Regions from separate parts of the Callithrix jacchus genome. Here region 1 is linked to region 2. A link is a contact called in public Hi-C data. All regions are on one chromosome and are shown on one strand. The core of a region is the stretch at or near the end of the contact, and the rest is flanking DNA. Distances in the headings are between cores, read along the strand shown.

Region 1 (4,101 bases), core at 1,001-3,500, 260 kb after region 2:
GTCCTTTCTAAGTAGGATTCAGTGAGATGGCGCTTGCAAAGTGTTTCCTTAGCAGTTCCTAAAGTGTAAGCTTCCACATCAGAAAAGAGATGTGACTTGATGTTTAGAAGACTCACCCACTATATTTTAAATTTTGTTGGGGCTCAGAAAATGATAAGTCAAAGTATAATGCCTTGGCATGCTGAGTACTTTGGACTAAAGGAGATTTGAAGGCCTTAGAAGTAGCCTCAGCAAAATCTCTGAATTTCTCTTGCCCTATTTCCCACCCCTTCTTCTCCCTGAATTCATAGAAACCAGAATTCCTTTTCCAGGTCATAATAACTAGAATCCCTTCCCCCAAAGCAAGCCATAAAATCTAGAACTGTTGCTCTAAGTTTCCCCTGCCTTTCTGTGTAGGCCCTGGCCATGAAGAGATTCTCTGGCCTATCTCTGACTGTAAGTCATAAGACCCGTGTTCCAGAGAGCCCCTGCCCCATACCCGGGAGGAAAGAATGCTGCTCAGAGAGGCCAAGAAGAATCTGAACAGACAGGCCTTGCTGGGTTCCCCCTCAGTCAATTACCATTAAGATCGTGCCCTTTTGTCTATTTTTCTTGTTTGTTTGTTTGAGATGGAGTCTTGCTCTGTCACCCAGACTGGAATAGAGTGGCGTGATCTCAGCTCACTGCAACCTCCACCTCCCGGGTTCAAGTAATTCTCCTGCCTCAGCCTCCCAAGTAGCTGGTATTACAGGCGCCCACCGCCGCACCCGGCTAATTTTTGTATTTTTAGTCGAGACAGGGTTTCAACTGTCTCGTGTTAGCCAGGCTGCTCTCAAACTCCTGACCTCGTGATCCACCAGCTTCACCCTCCCAAAGTGCTGGGATTGCAGGTGGGAGACACCTCGCCCAGCCTCCTTTTGTCTATTTTTATGCTTAGGCTCAAAAAGAATGGACAGCATGTATTTCTACCTAAGCATAAAAAGTTTTCCCTGGGTTATTGGGTTTTCATTTCTGAAGACTCCTGTGTCCCATAAAATTTTGATTCAATAAATTTGTCATGCTTTTCTGTTGTTAATCAGTCTTTTGCCATAGCAATGACCCTGGTGATGGGTGAGGAAAGGTATCACATCTTTTCTGCCCCCACAGTAGGGATTTAATGAACTGTACCACACCAAGTCCCAGGCCCAGGAGGCTGGGCTCAGAAAGTCCCACTGAGTTCCTAGGTACCAGCCTTCTGGTAGAGCAACTTTCTCTTCTAGTGTGGCTCTATCCCTTCTTTGCATATGCCTTCAGCTGCTTTCCCCTCTTTTAGGTCTACTCTGCCTCGAGCCTATGTTTTAATCATATTAAAAAATGCTATTAAAAGTGTAGAATCAAGGGCTGGATGGAGTGGCTCAAGCCTGTAATCCCCAGCACATTCTTAGGCTGAGGTGGGCAGATCACTTGAGTCCAGGAGTTCAAGACCAGCCTGGGCAACATAGTGAAACCCTGTAACAAAACAAAAAACAAAACAAAACAATTAGCCAGGAATGGTGGCACATGCCTGTAGTCCCAACTACTAGGGAGGCTGAGATGGGAGGATCGCTTGAACCTGGGAGGTCAAGGCTGCAGTGAGCCATGATGGTGCCACTGCACTCCAGCCTAGGTGACAGAGCAAGATCCTGTTTCAAAAAGAAAAAGTTTAGAATCAAATTTTAAATTGTAAAATCTGATTGAGGTTGTTGCCTTCCAACTATGCTTATCTATCTAGAAAGAGAAGCCAGCGTTTCTTGAAGCCTGGACACAGTGTGGGGTCCAAGAGAGAAGGCCTCTAAAAATACCAGGGGGAGGGAGGGGGAGGTTTGCGATTGAGAGTTAGGGAGGTGGATCTAGAGGAGAGGGCAAGCCCTCAGGTTGGGCCGCCAGAGGCTCCGGGGAGAAGAAAGAAAGGGAAGCCAGGCTTGCGATCCTGGTGGAGCCCGCTCCTCCCACCGCGTGGAGATCCGCCCTCAGCGCTGCGGTGGCCGGAAGTGCTAGGCTCGGGAGGGTGGGGGCAAGGGGCTGCCTGGGAGCTCAGTCTCCCGACTGGGCTGGGATATTTATAGCACCTGTGTTTCTGGGTCTGCGTCCACCTGGATTTATTTATGCGGCCCGTGGCTGTGGCGCGTGTGGGGAATGAGGGGGGCGCATCTCTCTGCAAGGGTTCTCGGCCTTGGGACTCTGGCTGGAAGGGAAATGACAAATCACAACCAGGGGCTGTCTGGGGGAACACAGGCAGAGCACCGCTTGGTGCTGCGCCTGTAAAGCCGCGGGTGGTTGGGCCTGGTGAAACTCGGGGCTTTCCAGGGCCACGCGGTGTCGCATTTGCGGCCGCCGTGGGTGTGGGTGAGGCAGGTGTGGGCGATGGGGAAGCGATTCCCCCTCCAAGTCGCCCCGGGCTCTGGCTCTCACGCCTTCCTCCGCAGCGCCTGGGAAGAATTAAAGGCGGAAAAATGTTCTGTCTCAAGAGGGATCTGTACTTGGAAAGAGAACTGGGAGAGCACGTGGTGGCCGGCCCCATCTGCAGACCCACAACTGGAGAGTCCACGTTTGCGAACCCATCTGCACTTTCGACTTCCCCTAATCACTACGTGTCTGGCCGTGCTCAGACTGCGATGACATCATTTTTTAAAAATGTAAATAACTGTCCTTTGGGCTTTTCAAGAACCTAGTGATTGAGGAGAGGGCCACGCTGAATCTTGAGGAAGGCCGTGTTGTGGGACCTTCAGGCGTTGTTTAAGCTGTGCAGAGAGCAGTCTTGGGCAGGCCCCAGCCCTCTCCTCTGCCCACTTGCAAAGCCTGGCCTGCCTGCTGCACCCGCAACTGTGCTGGAGGAGAGGCGAGGGGGCAGGGCGGGCGCTAAGATCCTGTGCGGAAAGCCAGGACCCTCATGGTACCTAGGGAAGTGAAAATCGCGTTGACAGTTGTCCAACGCTTTCCTTTTCTTTCACACCCCCCGCCCGGGCAGCACAGTGAGGCAGGCACTCCTGCCAACGCCCCCATTTCACAGAAGAAGAAACTGAGGCTTAGGCAAAGCAACTTGCTCCAGGGTGACGGAGCAAGTGTCAACTTCAGTTTCCAGCTCGGACTCGGGGGACCATCCGGGGCATTCCGGGGAGGGGGCGCCTGGGCCGGGGACCACCGCGCAGGGCTGGGAGAGGTTCTGGCAGAGGCACGGGGTGGAGCAGGAGCCCGGCAGGGCCGCATGGGCCTGGAGCTGCCGGAAAGGTCGGTCTGGTGGCCCAGGACGAGGGGGCGGCTGGCCGGGAATCTTGAGAAGTATGGCGGGGCCCGGGCAGCTGCCAGGCTCGCGCTGCGGTCGACGGCGGGCAGGCCACATACCGCGCGGCTTGGAGGAAATGGCTGGGATTCCTCCCGCGGTGCAGTGCAGGGGCCTCGGGCAGGCGGGCGGGGCTCCCCCAGTGGGACGGGGCGGGGTCGGGGCGCGGCGGAGGGTGAGCCCAGATCCCGGCGCTGGAGAGGGCGGCCCCGAACCGGGTCCTCGTCCCCGGAGCGCTCCCGCCACTCTGCCAGTATCTGGGCCTCCAGAGACCCGTGAACCCTCGAACAGGGGAGCGTGTGAAGGGGCGCAGGTTCGGCTCCCGCAGAGACCCCTCGGCCCCGCTCAGCGTCTCTGCTTCAGCAGGGCCTGAGGGTTCAAGAGGGGCCTGGGTCACCCACTCTCAGAGCGGCCCTGCAGCCCCTGCAGCCCCTGCTGATCCCGAATCAGGCCCTGCCTTCTGGGTTGGCTAACGACACGCTTGGAGCGCAGCGCAAGAGGATGCAGGGGACCTGGGTTCTGCCTGGGGGCAGTAGGGCCTCCGCAGATCCTGGCTTCAGCTTTGGAAAGCGCTGGTCGCTGAGGACCCCAGTGTTCTAGGCCCAGCCTGGGGCCTTTCTGCTGCAGGCATGGTGGGCCAGGCAGAGTTGGCTTCGAGGGGATGGGGCTGGCGGTGAGGGAGAGGCCGGCCGCGGGTGAGATTGTTGCGGCCAGTGGGGAGGGTGAGGGTTAGAAGCAGAGCCGGGAGAATGGCAGCTGAGGTCAGTTATGACCTGGGCCTGAGTGACGAGGCCGGATCACACTATACAGAGGCATGGAGGTGT
Region 2 (4,067 bases), core at 1,468-3,967:
CCCAAACACTTTCACAGAGTAGCCTGCCAAAGGCCATTAGCACACACCCCTCACAAATGGAGAAGCAGCAGCATTCAGATTCACCAGGAGCCGGACTGGTATCTGCACTCACTCAATTCACTTGGTGGTTGGCAAGCTTCTCTGCACTCTGAGTCGTGGTCACTTCCCTTCAGAATAGAATCTGGGGAACAACCTGAAGGGATCGTGATAAAAAAAGATTGTCTTTGATGTTGGGTGGGATATGCAAATACGAATGAGAATAGGGTGCCTTAGTACTGTCAGAGTGTGCTGTGTTTTACTTGGGAAATGAGACAAAATCTTTCCATGATCAGCCATTCCATGTGACATCCCAACCCACACTCTGCTACTGACATTTTATCTCCCACTGAACAGCCCGGCTGTTGTAACATTTTCAGGATTCTTAATTTATGTCTTGCAGGATCTAAAATCAGATGGCAGGAACTTTAAGAAAATAACCAGTGTTGACAGGCACCTTATACAAGAAGTGGGTACACCTTAGTGATGCTAAAAGTTAAAGAATATTCTTTACTTTCTTCTTCCAAAATATGTCCAGAAGTCAGTGGGATGGAGAGAGTAGCTGTCCTAAATAATTTAGTTTCTCTTTTCAATCTAAACTCTACAAAAGGCTTTTTATTTCACTCAGTATTTGCTAGCACCTGGGACTCAAGAAGGCTTATGTCAATGAATCATTTCTTTTGAGGTAATCAAACTTTTGTCTGTAGAAAAATCTTCCTGAATCTATTCAGTATAAAAACATGGGGTGGGCCTGACATGGTAGCTCCCGCCTGTAGTCTCAGCACTTTGGGAGTCTGAATTTGGCAAATCACTTGATCCCAGGAGTTTGAGACCAGCCTGGGCAACATGGTGAAATCTTGTCTCTACTAAAAATACAAAAAATTAGCCAGGCCTGGTGATGTGCATCTGTGGTTCCAGCTACCTGAGAGACTGAGGTAGGAGAATCACCGGAGCCTGGCAAGTCAAGGATGCAGTGAGCCAAGATCGTACGACTGTATTCCAGCCTGGGTGACAGAATGAGACCATGTTTCAAAAGTTAAAAAAAAAATAAAAGGAAATCACTAGTCCCAAACCATTTATCCTTGGAGAAATAGGGACATAAACCCAAATCACATGTTCTTTCCATTATATCACAATGCTGCTTTGTAAAGTGGCAACTTTGGGCTGGCTTCTATGAATCTGCTGAAACCTTTGCATCATACTGGCAGTACTGAATACTTGGGGCTCTTGAACTTAGGCCTGCAACCAGGATGCTGGTGTACAGCCTTGCCCTGGAGTGCTCGGCCTTGATCCTCCTCTTTTTGGAATGTCTTCATATCTATTTATCTGTAACATAGTGCTTAACAGTAGGAAATCTTGAGCCAGATGCCCAGCTCTGCCACTTATCCCTGACCTGAGCAAGTTACTTAGCTTCTCCAGGCATCATTTTCCTGTATTGTAAAATGGAGATTACCTATAGGATTGTTGTGAAGATTAATTGAGTTTAGGAAAGTGCTATATAAAGGTTAGTTATCCATCAATTTGCAACATGTTTTCATAAATGCATCTAGCATATGTTTGTGTAAACCTATGGTTAGATGATGAAGCTAAGAAAAGCCTTGGTCCATCTCTGGAGAGTAAGAAACTAGTATACTCCTTTTACAGGGTACCTTGCACACAGCACAGGCTTAACAGACATCTTTAAATTGAACTAAGCGAATACTAGTAGAACTGAAAGTGGTAGTTCCACATCTTTCAGGCTCAAGGTCCAGATTTTACAAGTGTTTCTGATCACCCTCCCCCTACCTCATTTATCGCAAAGAGCAGCGGCCAGGAAAAGGATGAATAACCAATGACCTTAAAACTCAGGTCAGAGTAAAAACCAGTTCTGAGAAACTGTATGACATTTACATCCTGGTACCTAAAGGTCACTCTGCATGTGTATTTCCTCTGCACAAAGCCCAGGAGGCTATTTTTATATTACTGGGGCAAAAACCCTAACAGCCCTTAGTACTAAACAGCCCTCAGCAGGTGCTTCCAAATTTTTGTATTTGCTTCAATACCAGGTGGTCAGGGGAAGCGTGGCCAACAGGTCTATACTCCTGGGCAGACTGAGTGAAAGCAGGATACTTCAAGAGGTGCTCTGGGTCGGAAGGAAGTGAGACTACGATCAAGTAAAGTTTGGTAAAGGAAGAGACGCCTTCACCCCAATGACCAGGCGGTGGCTCCGCAGCACAGACTCTCTCAGCCGGTGGAGGTCCCATCCGGCCTTGACGTAGCCCCGCCTTTACCCAGGCCACACCCACAAATCCCGCCCTCTCCCTCCCAGGCCCCGCCTAGAGTCGCCCCTCTTAGAGCCGGCCCCTCCTAGAGCTAGCCCTTTCCAGAGCCTGCCCCACCTGACTCCGTCGCTGCCGGGTTTAGTCCGCGAAGCGCTTGCGCATTTCTTGAGTTGTCGTGGCACTGCCCAAATCTAATTGGGGGAAAAGAAGGAACTTCATATTTCCTACGGACTCTGCCACAGCACCTTTTCGTGCTCTCTTAGAGCTGGTTTTGCCTTTCGTGGTCTTGAGAACCCTGGCTTTTGGTTCCCCAATGTTGGTTAAGTGGGCAGGTTTTAAGTTAGGCGATCTTTGGGCAGCCCTAGTCCCGGCGCTGGGTCTTTGCGCTGAGTCTTGGGACCGCAGCCGGGGAGGTGGGGTCCTTCTCTGGGGCGGTCGCGCAGGCAGCCGATGCGGGAAACCGGAGTCCGGGCGTCATGTACTACAAATTTAGTGGCTTCACGCAGAAGTTGGCGGGAGCATGGGCTTCGGAGGCCTATAGCCCACAGGTACGAGTGGCTCCGTGCCAACTCGGACAGGAGAAATGGCGGTGCAAGCCTCGGCGACAGTCAGTCGCGGCGTTGGAGCCGGAGGAGGTTTCTGCCCATGGTTGAGTTTGTCTCATTTCTCCTTGCACCTCCCGGGGCCTCTCCACAGCAGCGTACGGTGGTCACTGAGGCTACTCTTTGTGTACCTGCTCACCTGGCGGGGTTGGCCTGGCGTGGAAGTTCGGTCTGGCCCACGGCAGAGGTCAAGGTGACCCCCGGGGGTTTTGCCTCTTCTAAAAGGAATGGATTGGTGGAGTCCCCAATGTGACCCGAGGTTAGGTCTTCTCCCTCTCTTTGAAGACATCTGGCCTTCGGCCTCCCAGTCGTCCCTTTGTCAGCCTGGGACAACATAATGAGACCCCGTTTCTAAAAACAAAAACAGAATTATTCTAATGTAGGATAAGAAGGACGGGAAGGAAGAGTTAGGGATTTATAACTGTTGAGCTTGTGATACGTCATGGTAGCAGATGGAGTTTAACAAACTTGGGTGCTTTTATCTCATAGGCAGTAGTAGAATCCGTTGGGTAGACTGCCCAGGAAGTTTATAGGGAAGAAAGGCTGGATCATAGTTACAGTATAGAAACATGAAGGGAGGGTGCAGAAGGAAAATGTGTTAGAAGAATATACAAGTGAGAAGGGAAACTAGTGTGTGTCACTGAAACCAAATTGGTAATGACTTGAAGGAATGGTCAGCAGTGTTACACTTATTTCTTTTACAGATTATGTGGGAAAATGGCCACTTCTGTCATCTGCTTTTGTGACGTGTATTCTTCAATGTATGGATCTTAAATATTACCGTTTGATGAGTTTCGACAAACCTATGCCACTGTATAACCACACCTCCCTCAGTATACGGAATGTTATATCATCCTAGGAAGTTGCCTTGTACACTCTTGGCAATCCCAGCCCCCTTCCTATTCTGACTTTTATCATCATAAATAGTTTTGCCCCTTTTTGAACTTCATGTAAATGGAACCAGCTCTTGCCCAAGCTGGAGTGCAATGGCAGAATCACAGAGTTCACTGTAGCCTTCCACTCCTTGGCTCAAGAAATCGTTCCGCTTTGGCTTCTGAAAATGATTGGATTACAGATGTGAGCCACCGTGTCTGGCTGCTAGCCTATTAAGAACATATTTTTGAGATGCATCCGTGTTGTACGTCTCAGTAGTTAATTCCTTTTATCC

What was found. A called contact is a pair of places that touch in the nucleus more often than the background predicts.
Region 1: a Hi-C map of skeletal muscle shows a contact between it and region 2, with 3 times the contacts expected there. The contact joins the enhancer-like site here to the promoter of COX7A2L in region 2. A contact is called at or near these places in 2 of 3 Hi-C or Micro-C datasets (both in skeletal muscle).

What each region holds. Positions count from the first base shown.
Region 1 is chr14:72,746,256-72,750,356 of calJac240_pri, forward strand. No RefSeq gene overlaps it. Among named protein-coding and RNA genes, the nearest start is that of PKDCC, 57 kb to the right of the region's middle. Within about 2 kb of position 2,251, at least 12 of the 16 cell types and tissues checked have an H3K27ac peak or open chromatin away from gene starts, as enhancers often do. A contact at or near this core is called in skeletal muscle, where this site is marked.
Region 2 is chr14:72,481,188-72,485,254 of calJac240_pri, forward strand. It overlaps COX7A2L (cytochrome c oxidase subunit 7A2 like), which reads left to right and starts at 2,718. Exons shown (of 3, transcript XM_002757819.7): 1 at 2,718-2,845. The coding sequence starts at 2,774.